3 separate regions of the Sus scrofa genome follow, and all the other regions are linked to region 1. The links are chromatin contacts, called in public promoter capture Hi-C maps. All regions are on one chromosome and are shown on one strand. Each heading gives the region's core, a stretch centred on a gene start, on an enhancer-like site or on the middle of the called end of the contact. The rest is flanking DNA. Distances are from core to core; before and after follow the strand shown. Region 1 holds the start of UFL1 (UFM1 specific ligase 1). Region 2 holds the start of KLHL32 (kelch-like protein 32). Region 3 holds the start of NDUFAF4 (NADH dehydrogenase [ubiquinone] 1 alpha subcomplex assembly factor 4).

The links. Promoter capture Hi-C pulls out the DNA fragments that hold promoters and counts their contacts.
Region 2: a promoter capture Hi-C map of liver shows a contact between it and region 1, with 6 times the contacts expected there. The contact joins the promoter of KLHL32 here to the promoter of UFL1 in region 1. A contact is called at or near these places in 1 of 5 promoter capture datasets (liver) and 1 of 2 datasets of contacts at active chromatin or transcription factors (skeletal muscle).
Region 3: a contact with region 1 is called in a promoter capture Hi-C map of liver, with 8 times the contacts expected there. The contact joins the promoter of NDUFAF4 here to the promoter of UFL1 in region 1. A contact is called at or near these places in 1 of 5 promoter capture datasets (liver), 1 of 47 Hi-C or Micro-C datasets (liver) and 1 of 2 datasets of contacts at active chromatin or transcription factors (alveolar macrophages).

The regions. Positions count from the first base shown.
Region 1 is chr1:63,636,192-63,641,178 of Sscrofa11.1, reverse strand. UFL1 (UFM1 specific ligase 1) reads right to left here and starts at 2,590. Exons shown (of 19, transcript NM_001243440.1): 1 at 2,450-2,590; 2 at 1,125-1,270; 3 at 81-109. The coding sequence starts at 2,526. It overlaps LOC110260380 (a long non-coding RNA gene), which reads left to right and starts at 2,673. Exons shown (of 3, transcript XR_002343615.1): 1 at 2,673-2,802.
Region 2 is chr1:64,076,535-64,081,521 of Sscrofa11.1, reverse strand. It overlaps KLHL32 (kelch-like protein 32), which reads right to left and starts at 2,853. Exons shown (of 10, transcript XM_003480291.3): 1 at 2,446-2,853.
Region 3 is chr1:64,042,461-64,047,447 of Sscrofa11.1, reverse strand. NDUFAF4 (NADH dehydrogenase [ubiquinone] 1 alpha subcomplex assembly factor 4) reads left to right here and starts at 2,624. Exons shown (of 3, transcript XM_001925477.5): 1 at 2,624-2,858; 2 at 3,383-3,486. The coding sequence starts at 2,723.

The sequences.
Region 1 (4,987 bases), core at 1,341-3,840:
AATTTTAAATTGACTATAGTTAATAAAAAAATTTAAAAAATAAAAACAAAACAAAACCTTTTTAAGAAACTGAAACTTACCTGTTGCAGATCAACAATGTTCACACGACCTTTAAAGAAAAAATATTCATTTAAGTTACGAGTAAGACATATAAACCAGAAACTGGAAATTCTAACAGATTTATGTTTTGGACCATCAAGGTCCTCCCTCTACAAAGAACACACGGAAGCAGTAATTAATGCCTTCAAATATAAACCATTAGCTAAGTCTTCGTGGCTGACGGTATAGATGCTAATTTATTTTCAAAGTTTCATTTACCACATCAGGCCATTTACAAGCATCAACTGACATGTTAGCTGGCCAGATCTATGGGGGTTATTTATTTCCCTTTACAATTTATCTACTGTGACCAAAGAGATATTGACAACTAAATTGAGATAAACTTTTAAAAAATATTTGAAACTGGTAAGTTTCCATTTATTAGCAAAAGAATATCTGTTAAGTATTCCAAATTATAGTTAATATTTTATTAGGCCTATGTAGGAAGATTAAAAAAAACCATCAAGGGTATATATCTAGTAACACCTAATGAGTTGTTTTCACAGTTGCATCCATTTTAATAAAACAGTGTCAAATTTTCAGTAATTTGTTCAATTTTTTAAGAAGAAACAAACTTTTTTTTATATGCTATAACAGCATTCTCTACAATCTAACAGATGTAGCACCATATTAAACTGTTTCCTAATTTGCAAAAAAGAAAACATGGTAACACAGCCTTGATTTTCAACAATCTCTAATTCAAAATCTCTGTTCCTCCTTCATAATTATCACCTGGTAACAGGCAGCTATGTTATGCAGTAAATTCATGAACTGTGAAAAGAAACTGATTAATTCACATATAGAACACAACTCAAAATAATACATGCTATTTTGTAAAGTGACAATATTTGATTTTATTTAAATTACATGATCATGTTTACCCAAACCTATTAAAAATAATAAGGCTGATCACATTAACAATTGAGAAGGGTGTTCTATAATCTCCAAATCATTTATGATTTAAAGGATTTTTTCCCCCTCTGCAAACAACCAAAAGAAAAAAAAAAAACTAAGGAATTACTTACCACCTCGAACATGTAGCTCATCTCTCATTTCTTTACTAATTTGGGCTGGAGTAATATATTCTTTCCCATCAAGTGTGTGAACTACTTCTAGCTGCTTCTGAGCAATCAATTTATTTACAATCTCAATGCAGTTCCGCTCTGACAACCTGAGGGAAATAAAAGTTTTAAAAATGCATTTGATAGATTTAGTGCTCAATAAAATTAAGAGAATGTATGAAAAAATGGGCTTTTGAAAAGGCCTGCATAAAAAGGCATTAAGTTTTATATTGTAAAATCTGTTTCTCTTATTTTAAAAAATAACATAAACAGGTTTATATGCACTTAATCACTTACTTAACTGTTACAAATCTTTCTATTACAGATTTCAAGTTTGCTCTTTCCTAGGCCTGCTTCTACTCTTTAAATACGAACGGTAAAGTGAGGACACGTAATTCAGGTATGGAAAAAACCTGCCCTACTTTTACTTCAATTTTCACTTTAGTTTCAGTTAAAAACAAAATTTTGTTTTAAATTAAATGCATAATTACCTCACTCTTACAACTGATCTGTAGGCAGAAGACCTGCCTAGGAAGACCACAACCACAACTGCAAGCACTTAAGTAAGTGTCCTAGCTGCTCACTGTACTACCGAACACACAGCATCAAGAGATTAAGGTCTTCAGCATCAGAAGGAACAAGGCAAGAAACAGTCAACAGATAAAAAGGGTTCTACTAGCATTTCATATGCTCTGTAATGGTAAAAAGCAGAGTCAGTGTGCTTTTTAAGACACAATCCCCACAAGCTAGCAGGTTGGTAGTAAATGTCAGTGTCTGGAGTCCCTAAAAATGACAGATGGGACAGTGGCTCTGGCCTAGCACATTTGTTCTAGTGAACAAAAAGGCATAATATTTAAAGAGTCAACACAGTATTTACAAAGGACTGTTTGTGGGGTTAATCTCTGCTTTCAAGCTCTTTCTGGGTCAGGAAACGTATAACAGGCAATGATGCCACAGGGACTTGCTGATGGTCAAGTAAACATCAGAGGGGCACTATTAAGACAGCTCCAAGTTACCAGCCCTGGCCAGGGGTGGAAGCGGGCAGCGCCTCAACACCTGGCTGGGGCTCGGCTCCAGGAGGGGGCTGGGGTTAGTTCCCGGGAGTAGATTTCGGCCTTCCTGCCCGGAACTATACTTGGAAACGCAATCCATGTTGAGGGAGGAAGGGGGAGGCGGGAACCCTGACAGGAGATGGGAGGGTCCAGGGCCCAGGGTTTGCGGCCTCCGGTCTTGGTTTGGCCGCCCAGGGGCTATTTGGGCCTCCAAAATGGAGAGGGAGGGTCAGGCACCTCTGTGTGGCCTCTGCGAACTGCGCCCTTTGGAAGTCAGCCGCCAACCGCCTGATCTCTTCCCAGGCGTCCGCCATCTCGGCCCTACTCGCCGAGCTGCCGACAAACTGCAGACACGTCAGCCCAAAGGTCTCAGGAGCTGAGGCAGAACGGGCCGCGCGGAGGGACAAGAAACTCCTCCCCGACGCAGCTACGGAACGCGCGCGGCCGGAGCCGCCGGGGGCGTGGCCGGAAGAGCCGCAGCCCCGCCCACCCGCGCGGGAGGTTTGTTCTAAGCTGTGGGAGCCGGGCGAGAGCTGCTTGAGAGCCAGGTTGCAAGGTGTTTGGCTGCGGATGTGATGCAGGAAAGCCAAGTTAGTAACGTTTAATTTAGGTATTTGTTTGCATTATCCCTAATGTTTTGGCGCAGTGATAATCAAATTAACCACTTTTCTTTTTTTCTGCCCTCCTTTTGGTTTTTATCTGGGGAAGAGGCGCGGAGATGTGCCAGGGCCTTCAGTTATCTTCCCCTCTAGCTGTTAATTAATGCAGGGCAGTCCCATTTGTATAGGGAATTAAGATAGTTTTTACTTGGGCTCAAAGCTTTGCACCTTTTAGGTAATTACTTTTCTTTTTGCACAAATATGAATAATTGGGGTACCATAAATGCTGAGGATTGTTTTCATGTATCCTAGAGCCTTTCCTTTTCCTCTTAAGGAGAATATTAGCTCCAGCAAATAATGAAGAATATAAACATAAGGTAATAAATGTAAAGGGCTGTGGATGGAACGGAAGAAAAGAAAAGCACATTTGTTTTGCTTTTCCCTACATTGAAATCAGTAAAAAGTAGATAATTTACTCTGGTGTACTTTTCTTGATCCCTTTTACTTTTATACCTCCCTCTTCACTTAAAAAGTGTATATATTATACATACATATTCCTTTTAAATAAGCCCTATAGAATAAGTGAACATGGTTATTTCAGTTACTTTCCCATCTCGGTATCTCATTCTGGTAACTCAAAGCCAATGCCACAAATATTCTTGTCCAGTAAAGTTCCCAGCTTCATTTAAAATGCAAGAAAACACAGTAATAGAACCTGTTACTAAGTACTACCACCAAACAGGCAAGCTATTGGGCTATGTCATCGCAAACTGAGAGGTAGAACACCAGAAGTTAAAGAGATAACTTGGAATAGAGTAGGTGATATGATCCCAACGGACATCAAGCCTCAAAACAAGCAGAAGCATTCATGCATATAATATATACTTACTGATTATCAGATGCCGTGGAGTACAGTGGTGGATAAAGCAGACATGGTCTTGCTATAAACAACTTGTACACCTGCTGAAGCAGATTTTTAAAAAATATTTGATAAGGGAAATATAATGTGCTATGTGACTACTTGACATCCAAACTTCTTGCTTACCATGTAAGACTCTTATGATGGAATGAAGTCTTCTTTTCATCAGCATCCTCTGCAGCTGCACGCCACATATGGAGTAGCTTACGGTGTCCTAGAAACACCGAGTCCTTTCAGGACTTCATGTCTTTTCTGGAATGCTTGTCCTCTTCCTCACTCTCCCCTACCTGCATTTATTTTTAAGTTTATTTTTCCACGGTGTCCAAGCTTAAATAAAAATCTTAAATGAGACTTTTAAAATTCCTGTGATTATTCTACATGCTATGTTCCCTGAATTCTCTATTCAGGTGTCTCTAGTAGCAAGCAAAATTGTACTGTAGTCTTTAGTCTGAGTTCCTCAATGAGCTCCTAAATGGCATGATTTATCATTTAGTATGGCAGCTGGTATGTAGTGCCTAATATAGTCCATAAATGTTAAATGAATAAGTCAAGGTAAATGTTTTGGTGCAACATTACACTTCAATAATAGGAATAACATTTATATTTATTCCAAAAAAGGGAATAATTCCTAAAAAAGAATAATTCATGATTATACTTTGTAGTTTATGTTTGTGCTGTATAAAGTGATAGCTACTAGACAGATGAAGTTATTTAAATTTAAATTAATTAAAATTAAGATTATACCAGCAATGAACAAGTGGAACTTGGAACTGAAAGCACACCTTTCTCCTTAGCAATCCCCAAAATGACATACTTAGGTATAAATCTAACAATATATATGTAAGATCTACATGAGGAAAACTGCAGACTCTAATAAATGAAATCAGAGAACTAAATAAGTGGATAGTTCATGTTTTTGGATAAGAATGCCCAATATTGTCAAGATGTCAGTTCTTCCCAACTTGATCTGCAGATTCAGTGCAATTCCAATTAAAATCCCAGCAAGTTGTTTTGTGGATATCAACAAGCTGTTTTTCAAGTTTATGTGGAGAGGCAAAAAAACCAGAATATTCAACACAATATTGAAAGAGAAGAATAAAATTGAAGGACTGACACTGTTTAAATTTAAAACTTACTGCAAAGCTAGAGTAATCAAGATAGTGTGGTATTGGTAAAAGAGTAGACAGGTAGATCAAGGAATCAGAATACAGAGCCCAAGAATAAACCCACTAATTTTTGCAAAAAAACAAAATGCAA
Region 2 (4,987 bases), core at 1,604-4,103, 440 kb before region 1:
TCTTCCCACGATGACAGGTACTTGGACTAACTTTTTCTATACTTTTTAGTCCAATGTCCAGAAAAAAAAAAATTAAGCTAAGAGCATGAAAACTTTTAAACTATAAATCTCTCCTTTCATTAGATTCAAAAATTCCTCTTTTGAAGCACTTCACACTCTTTCATTTTCTCTGAAGTATAAGAAAGAGACAAAGGAACCCTCAGAAACAAAACTGGACCTGGTTATTGAAGAAAGGATGTAGTGCACTTTTCGGAGATTTTAATATCAAAATCAGAAAACTTCCACTCTCATAATGATGAATGTATTTGTTTACATCAGTATTCTATTAAAGAAAAATAGTTTAGAATTGAATGAGACTACAGGGGTTATGCACTGCAAACAGGTAGGCCACAGGCCACTTCTGGCCCAGATATATTTTTAATGTTGTCCTTACAGTTTTTTTAAATTAAGCACATTCCTAATTTAAAAATCTGGAAGTTTCTTTGGGGGAAAAAAACAAAAAGCTTTTAAAGCCAGGGTGGCAATAACTACCAATAGGCAAGTAGGAGCTGCCCCCTTTACAATGATTTGCAAGTTCTAGAGGCCACAGTCTACTACCCCTCTCTCCCACGTTTCTCCCTCTGGGCCTGTTCCAGTCCTTCACCTTACCTGTCAGACTCCTGCACACATTGAAAATACAAACACAAGATTTTTTGTTTTTGTTTTTTTGGCCGCACCCTCACCATGTGGAAATTCCCAAGTCGGGGATCAAACCTGCAATACTGCAGCGACCACTACAGTGACAACGCTGTATCCTTAAACCCCTGCACCACAAAAGAACTCCAGAGGATTTTCTTTAAAGGCAATGAGCCTGGATCCAACACGGGCTTTCCCATTCACTAGCTCTGTGACCTTCAGCAAGCTCTGAGTGTAGGTCCCTCAGGCTCTAAATGGAAGAAAACTCCTTGACCTAAGAAGGTTGTTATGGGATTAATAAAGAAGTGTACAGAAAGTACTTTGTAAACTGGGATGTAAAATGTTCATTCCCAGGCCCCTTACTGGCTGTATAAATCCCCTCTACCCACCTCAGTTATCATTGCCTCCCTTCTTCCTCATGTTATTCCACTCTGTATGACACAGCTTAAAATCTAAATTAAAAAAAAAAATTATATATTTCCTGGCCTCACATAATAAGAGGTAGCAAAGATGAACAAAGATCAAAAGAAAACAAAATGTATTGTTCAATGCCAGTATCTTTACTAGATCATTTCTATTTGTAATGAAAGTATGAAATTGGTGCAAAATGTTAATTACTGGGCTGCTGCTCTCTCCAAGAGCTATGTTATAAGTTCACCCATTTAGGCACCTGAGGACTTGAGGCCCCAGTGATTAGGGGTTCCTGTGAGACAGGAGAACCAACCTCCTCACTGGGCCTCTCCCAGTGCTCCAATAAAGGATTCAATCTATCAGAAAAGCCCAGCAGGATCTATAAAGCTTTCTTGGCTTCCTTCCTCTCCACATGCTAATATAAGCTCTTAAAGCTTAGAATCTGGTGTGTTAAGCTATGGCAAACATTTTATATCTACATCTATAGATATATGTCAAACATCGTAAGACACTGAAAGAAAACAGAATCTTCTCAGAAATGGACAGAGGGGCAGAAAACTTAAATAGTGGTGCAGTGGCTATAGAAATGTTAGCAAAGATGTATGTTATGAATACTCTCTCCTTTCATTAAGAATTCACATAAGTATTCCTGTTATGGTCATTATACAACAGAATATCATCCTTTTGTGGGGAACCACAATTAATTCATCTTCTGCTTTTAATGTTAAGACAGTCATGCCTGAGTGAACTGCAAAATAACTGGAAAGAGAAGGGAAGAGAGTTTAACTGGAGTCAGCTTTCTTTATAAGATCACCGAAATGGGAGTAATTTATGATTCAAGACACAATCCGTTGAAAAATTCATCTGACGAATCCTTTTTAAAGCACTCCATACAGTGCAATTACCGTTTTCCTTGAAGTTGAATGAAACCGTTGCCTGAATACAGATTAACAAATGTCAAATCACATGGTCCTCAATGTATATTTCCGTTTTAAAAATCAAAATAAATAACAGAATCATTTAAGAAACCAATTCTTTCAATAGACGCCCCAAGGCTGATGTTTAAGCAAGTCTCCTTGGCAACCAAGGTGGAAAGTACATCTTGGGCTACGAGAAAGGGGAGAAAGGGGGAACAACTCCAGGATTGAGTAGAATAAGTAACCGGGAGTAATCATTGCTCCCGCTAGACGATACCAGCTAGAGGCAGCAAGGGCTGCATGCCCCTGAATTTCAACTCCGGTTTCTACCCCATTGGCTCACCAGCAGCCTCCCTCCGGTCTACAGGCACCAACCCCGAACAGGTTACGAGAAGAGATACTGGCTTACCCGATGGAGTGAGCAGTCTGCTGGGTTACGTACCCGAGGTGGCAGCGCAGGCACCGGGCTCTCCCAGATGTCAATGGCCCTGCTTCGCCCCACGCGGCTGAGGTTAAGAAAAACCGCAGTAGCTTCGCTCTGCCGGTTTGGGGATGCAGTTGTGAAGAACCAACGCGCTAGCTTGCGCGCGCGCGCGCGCGTGTGTGTGTGTGTGTGTGTTCGTGAGCGTGTATGATGTGTGTGCGAGCGTGTGTGTGTGTGTGCGCGCGCGCGCGCTCCTGGAGTCTCCTGCGGGGAAACAGTGTTTCCTAGTAAATAAAGGCAGCAGTCAGCCCTGCGGGTGGCGCGTCCAGCTGGCTCCGCGCTAGGCGACAGCGTCAGCCTGGAGACGCACCTCCGCGATCCCGCGCGGGCTCAGACCGCGAAGCGACTCCGCCCCCTCCCGCCTCTGGCGAGCCAGCGCGCACGCACGCCCCGCACCCATCGCCGCCGCCGCGGAGGCGCGCACGCCTCCCACCCCCTTCCTGCTCTGGAGGGCGAGCTGGCGCGCACCCTCTCTCCCCGGAAGTCCCCTTCTCTGGGCCGCCGTCTTTCTGCTCTCTGGCACCTGCAGTGCCGGCCGCTGGGTCACTGGGAATGCCTGCGGGCTCAGCTGCGGTCCCTCCTGCGACTAACAAGACCCGGGGACCCAGCTTGCCTGCTCCCCCGACTCCCTCCCAGGGCGGAAGAGCGACATGTAGGAAGAGACGCCCAGTCCCCAAATTGGTGTGGCCGTGGGCTCTGGCCCTCTGCTTCCTTCCCCAGACCCAACAAACTTGTGAAGTTCAAATCGTCCCTATTACTAGTGGTCCCTTTTTCAGGACCTATATAGTGGCCCTCCTTCGGATAATAAACTTCATGGTGCTGTTGAAAACAGCTATCCAGTAATCTTAGATGAAAGGGGATCCCCAGGGATGGACAGAAGCCCTGAACCTGAGAAATAAGAATATTTGGTTGCAGCTAATACAGCATCAAAACTGCAAACAGACAACAACCCTAGAATACCACCATTAAATTCCGGGTACTGGCCCACTCTTGCGGGTCATTCTTGTCGTTCCTGTGTAAACATGCTTAGAAACCTAAGCAAAGTGAATAGTTTCGATAGGTAAAAATAATACATATTCGACTTTTGAATTGAAAAACTTGGTTCAATGTAGAGTTATGCAACCACATAACAGTGAAATGAAACTAAATTGGAGTAAACTGTGTTTAGAAGAACCTCAAGTGTTAAACTACTACAAAGATGGAAGTTTCTCTCTTTCAGGTGTGTTCTTCTACAGTTAGGTTAGAAATAGTGCCCTGATCTATTTTGAGATGTCCTTAGCATTCTCATTAGTGTCAAATCAAATGTTCAGCAATTTTTCCACTTTCAGACCCAGAGGTTTTCTGGGTCTCTTCCTCCTTCACCCAGTCCCTTGAGGCCCACCTGGTGTCCAGTGCTTCATTCCAATGGTTTTGATATTTGAACACTCAGTTCCACTTGTCTATTTGTCCTGGACACCAAGATAGGCACAGGGAGAGTGACAAACAGTTGACTACAAACATTAGGTGCAATGTCATCCTCTAGAATTTTTCATAAGCAATTTTATATTTTTCATTCGGTATTATTTTGTACCAGAAGATCAAATGTCTGGGTGAAACCAAAATATTTACAATGACTTGGTAGCAATAAACATAACACTGTTAAGATTCATAAAATATCTGTCACTAAACTTAATGTACTTAAAAATGTAAGCCCCATCTATAATCATTAGATTATCTGTTTGTTTAGAATGCACAGAAGCTATTTATTAAAAAGAGAAAAGCAAAGACTATAATTGTATTCATACACACACAAAAACACAAAATATGTCATCAACTCACTGTCCGTGTGACTATGGAAATGTTTCTTACTGCCCACACTGGGTCTGTCTTGTTCATCATTGTATTTATAACAAGCTAACACAATGCCTGTCCCGTATTAGGGGCTCAATAAATATTGCTGATGCATAGATATAGAGGATTAAATAAGATATGTTAAATGTCTACTAAAATGTCTAATTCGGAGAGGGCAATTTTTTCCTAAATGACTTCTTAAAATTGATTTAAAGTATAAGTTTTTTAAAATTAAGAAAGCCTTTTATTTCTCTGAAATAAAAGACTCCGTAATTTGTTAGATAGTCATACGAACTCAATCCAAGCATGTTTTCCAATATATCCTTTCACTAGAGGAGGAAATAGATTTCAGGTACTATTTCTCTCTTGGGTATCATTGCTATGGTCTTTCTTTGTTAAGAAAATAGTTTAAAACAATGCTTCACAAAAACTATGCTTTGGAAAACTAGTTATTTGTTCAATAAAAAAATTTTGATACAGTGGGAAAATAAAAAAAAATTTTTTTTAAAAATTAAAAAAAATTTTTGAGCTCTTAGAATGTGTTTCACTGTATGATCAATGTAGGGCTTCAGATGTAATTAAATAGACTTTTCCCCCATTTTAGTCTAATATTATGAGCAGCAAGCTAAATAAGGGGGGAGGGGGGACTGTGAGTCCTTTGGTTACAAAG
Region 3 (4,987 bases), core at 1,375-3,874, 410 kb before region 1:
TTAGGCACTATATTAGATGCTTTAAAAGTTTAAAGTGTGTGAAACTCATTAGATAAATACTATCATCTAAGATTAAGATGAAGGGGGCTCAACTAGAGTGAATTTCACAAGGACTCACTTCTGGCAGAGGGGCTGGTGTTCAGGCAGAGAGCCTGTCTAGGGCCTGGACTCATCAGTCCTACTCAGCTTGTGGTTCATTTAATATTCACCTAACATTTGTTTAGTACCTACCTGCTGTGTACCAGGCACTGTTCAATGTGATGAATACAGCAGTGAACAAAACAGACAATAATACCTATACTTATAGAATTTACATTGTATTTCTTGGCAAGATCCTGGGTTATTTCACTGGTACCTTAAGATATTCAGCAATATATACCCATCATAACACTCCACCCAGAGAGATGCTTAATTCTTTTTTTTTTTTTTAATGGCCACACTAGCAGCATATGAAAGTTCCCAGGCTAGGGGTTGAATTGGAGCTGCAGCTGCTGGCCCATGCCACAGCCAAAGCAATGCCAGATCCAAGCTGTATCTGAGACCTACACTGCAGCTTGCAGCAATGCCTTTACTTACTGAGTGAGGCCAGGGATCAAACCCGCATCCTCACAGGTACTATACCAGGTTCTTAACCCACTCAGGCACAACAGGAACTCAGAGAGATGCTTAATTCTGAGTAGCATCCTAGATACTCTTTCCTTGGGGACCTCACTTTATCCCTAACATAAACCTAGGGAAAGTTCCGAGTTCAGATTTCCTGATAATTTGCATGTTTGACAAGAAGAGCTGGAATTATGCATTTATGAGATAGATTTTATTTCCAGGGATGATTCCCAAGGAGTGACAGTCAATGGTGCATTTCTGGTGAAGCACCTCTGCTTTCTGGTCTGCCCTTTGAAGACTTGAGTAGCACCTGGCCAGGACTAGGCAAAGCAACTGGCCCAAGTTAGACGCTTCTTAGATGCTGAATCCAAACTCTACCCAAATGTGGGAATTCAAAGAATTCTTTCACATGATATTTCCCACAGCCCCCTACACTTGCTGTAACTTCTGCCTAACAGTACTTTTTCATGCTGCCAGAAATACGGAATTTCCATGAAAGTGAATTTTTCACTTTGAAAATATTTTAATAGTGAATGTAATTGCCACCATAATTGTAAAATGCATGGATACATGAGGCAGATGAAAATTTCTTGGCAGCCACAAAAATATGAATACCTGGTCTATAAAGCCTTAAGTTACAGGCTCAAAGATGTCTCAAAGATGGAAATCTTGGAGCAGCCTGCCACCTTCAGGATAACTTCCCAACTAACTCTACCAGAGAACATTGGTTTTGGCTTCTATAAATTCTAAATACCAATTCCAGTAAAAACATTTCATGATAATCAATGGCGAGAGCTATGGTCCTTATAGAACTTTTGCTATGATTATCATGTGTAATAATTATATGTTTTCTTTAAATAAAACTGCCCCCTTCTTTGAGATTCTTTCCAAAAAATTACTTTGATTCAATTATCTTTACATCAATTATTTCATTGCTTTTATACTTCATTTCACTAAAAAGAGCTGAGAACACTAGAAACAGACCTTGCAGCCAGAGTTTGTGAAAAATACTGTAACTTTGGAAACTCTGCTACTTCCTAGTGGGTACTTTGATTATGGATTAATGACAATATTTCTAAAGAATCTTAAGTAAAAGCAGCAACACAGTAGTCCATTTGAAAAACAGGAGGCAGAAGAGGGAGAGAGGGAATGAGAAAGCGAGGAAAAGAAAATATGTAAACAGGACTCGTTTTTCCTTTTCTATTGGCTGTTCCTTTAAGATACAAGGTCTCCCTGGCTTAAAAAAAAAATGAGGAAGGCACAATGAGATATAGACTAAGGAATGACGCGGTGACCCAGCACTTAATAGTATGGAGACATAACACAAAGTGACATCAAAAATACACAAAAGGAAGGGGCAGCTAAACGGAAATCGATATAATTAGGTCAAGAGAATTATGAGGACGTGAATGCAAAAAAGATTACTGTAAAAGCAAACAGGGCTCAGACTCAAACGCATTGGGCAAGGGGACAAGAATATGAGGGGGTATTTAAATAAAAGAGTAACAGAAAAAATATTCATCGAAAATAAACTTTCATCATTTTCCTTTCACAAAAGTAGTAAAGGACCATTTCAGAACCTTCTTGGCGCAATGAGTTCATTTTTAATGGAGTCCTCTCTGGCTGTACTGACCAGTGAAAGGACTTCAAAGTCAATTTCCTCAGATTGATTCTCAGCCTGCAACTTTCGATTAGCAGAGGAAGCATGGACCAATGCCTGTCCTCATTCAGGCGGAATTAAACGGAAACTCTGGCGTCACGCCCAGCAAGAAATTGTTTTAAAACTTCCCGCCCGACTGCGCCAGGTTCCAAAGGTGAGCGCCAAGGTGGTCGGAGCCTGAAGTCCCGCCCCATCTCGCGGGAGGCAGCCGCAGATTGGAGCACATCCCCCACCCCGTAGAGAGGCGCTCTCTTTGTTTTACTCTGGGTGGAGACGCGGTCTGTGCCCTCCCGACCGCGAGGGGGCGAACCGCGCGCATTTAGCTCCGGTTTTCCGGCGCAAGACCGAGCGGACTCCCCCCCCCCCCCGACGTGCGCATGCTCGGTCCGTCCCGGAGGTCGCCGGTGCCGGTGTTCAACCACGTGTGTTTTGAACTTAAGGGCATTATGTTGTGAAGAAATGGGGGCTGCAGTGACTCGTGCAGTCCGGAATTTCAACCTAGAGAACCGGGCGGAACGGGAAATCAGCAAGTTGAAACCTTCCCCTGCTCCCAGGCACCCCTCCACCAAGACCCTCCTGCGAGAGCAGATAAACAGTAAGTGGTGCATGGGCGCGTCGGGCTGCGGCTCGGGGGCTCCCTGTGCTGGCTGAACGCAGCCGGACCTCGGTCCAGCGGACTGGGGAGCCTGCTTTATTCGCAGTCACTCGGGTCAGCCGAGCGCGGAAAAGTGGAGCCGCCAGGCCGGTGACATTGAGACAGGCTCCTTGCGCTCGTGAAGGAGTCCGCGGCTCCACCTTCTTCGTGTCCTAGAGGTTTTGACTTGTCCCCGCCGCTGACCCCGTTCTCGCCAGCTTTTGTCTTTAATACTTACTGTCTCGATACAAGGAATCAAAATCAGAAGGGATTGTGTGCAAGGGAACTTTTCTCTAGATGTCTTCACAGAACGATGGACACCGAGCTCGACCTAGCACTTTGATTTATCTTTAAAACATGTTCCGTACTGTCCGAATGATTGCTAATTAAGCAAAATTAAAGGTGACTGTCTTGTGCTAAGTGTTTAGGATCTTAGATAAAACTTTCTTTGGCATTAATATTGTGATTTTTTTTCCCCCTCTTAGGCCATCCAGAAATTAAGGGAGAAATTGCTAGAAAAGATGACAAACTGTTGTCACTACTAAAAGATGTGTATGTTGATTCCACAGATCCCGTGTCTTCTGTGCAGGTAATGTGTGTTTTAATAAAGTTAAGTTTATAATTTAACTCTTTGGGGCTCCAGGAAAATAACCATGAGAAGTGTGGCAAATAGAAGTGAGTGAGTATATAATATCTAAGCGTAATTGTCAGTGTGCTTGTGACCAGAATGCAGAGCATTGGCAAAACTGAAGCACAGCAATCGTAGCAAGACACACATGTTATTGGATATTTATTAAAGTTAAAAAGTCTTGTGAAAGTATGGATTGAAAGCAGTTCTGTGGATTATTTGTTATTATTTCAGAATTTGTAGCATTTGGTAAGTAAGGTACTTCTAGGGGTTATCATCTGAATGACCAAAGATGAGCTTTAATACTATTTTCTCACCCTTCAGTGTACTGAGGTATGTTCTATCCTTAGTGGTTCCTTTAATATTGTGTTGGTTTTTTAATTTTGTTTTTAAAGAACATATTCTGATAGACTGTAAAAATAGGAGATCACAGAACATATTGGGAATGAGAACCTTTATGTAAACGGCAGGCACAAGTGCTTTGTGTATGGTGATGAACAAAACAGCTCCAGTCCTTGCTTTCATGGTACTTAAGGTTTTGTGATGGACACAGGCATTAAACTGATGAGCAGCCATAGGTACATAATTACTGATAAGTCTGTGAAGGAGAAATATAGGCGCTGTGAATATATCAGAGGGACCTATTGGAATTGAGATTGAAGGATGAAGGATGGTTTCTGAGGAAGTGACATTTAAACTCAGGCCTAAAGGATGAGTAGGAATTAACTAAATGGGTGTGTAGAGGTAGGAAGGTTCTAAGTAGGGGCAAGAGTTTGATGAAAGGAGAGGGAACTGCCAGTGACAATTCCCAGATTTTTTTCCATTCTAGAATTCTCTGGTTGTCTCTCTCTTAGGAGGTAGACTGTTCACACAGACATAGTTATTAGTGAAATAAAACTCATGTGTAGAATAAGGTATGTAAATTGTTGCACACACCGGGAGTTCCCATCGTGGCTTAGTAGTAGTGAACCTGACTAGTATTCGTGAAGACGCCAATTCCATCCCTGGCCTTGCTCAGTGGGTTAAGGATCTGGCATTGCCGTGAGTCGCAGGTGCAGCTTGGATCCTGCATTGCTGTGGCTGTGGGGTAGGAGTTCCAGCTCTGATTCGACCTAACCTGGAAACTTCCATATGCCACAGTGCGGGCCTAAAAAGACCAAAAAAAAAGAGAGAAAATTGTTGCATAGAATAGCAATTAGAGTATTCAGTTATCTCCAAATGCTTCCATTAAAATATATATATATATATATATATATATATGGGGGTATTTTTCTCTCTGTCTCTCTCTCTGTGTGTCTATTTATTTATTTATTTATTGGATGGTGGCCTTGGCATGTAAGAAGTTCCTGGGTCAGAACCTGTGCCACAGCAGTAACAACACTGGACCCTTAACCACTAGGCCACCAGAGAGCTCTCATGTTCATGTTCTTTGTTATTTTTAGACAGGTGTTAGATAATACTT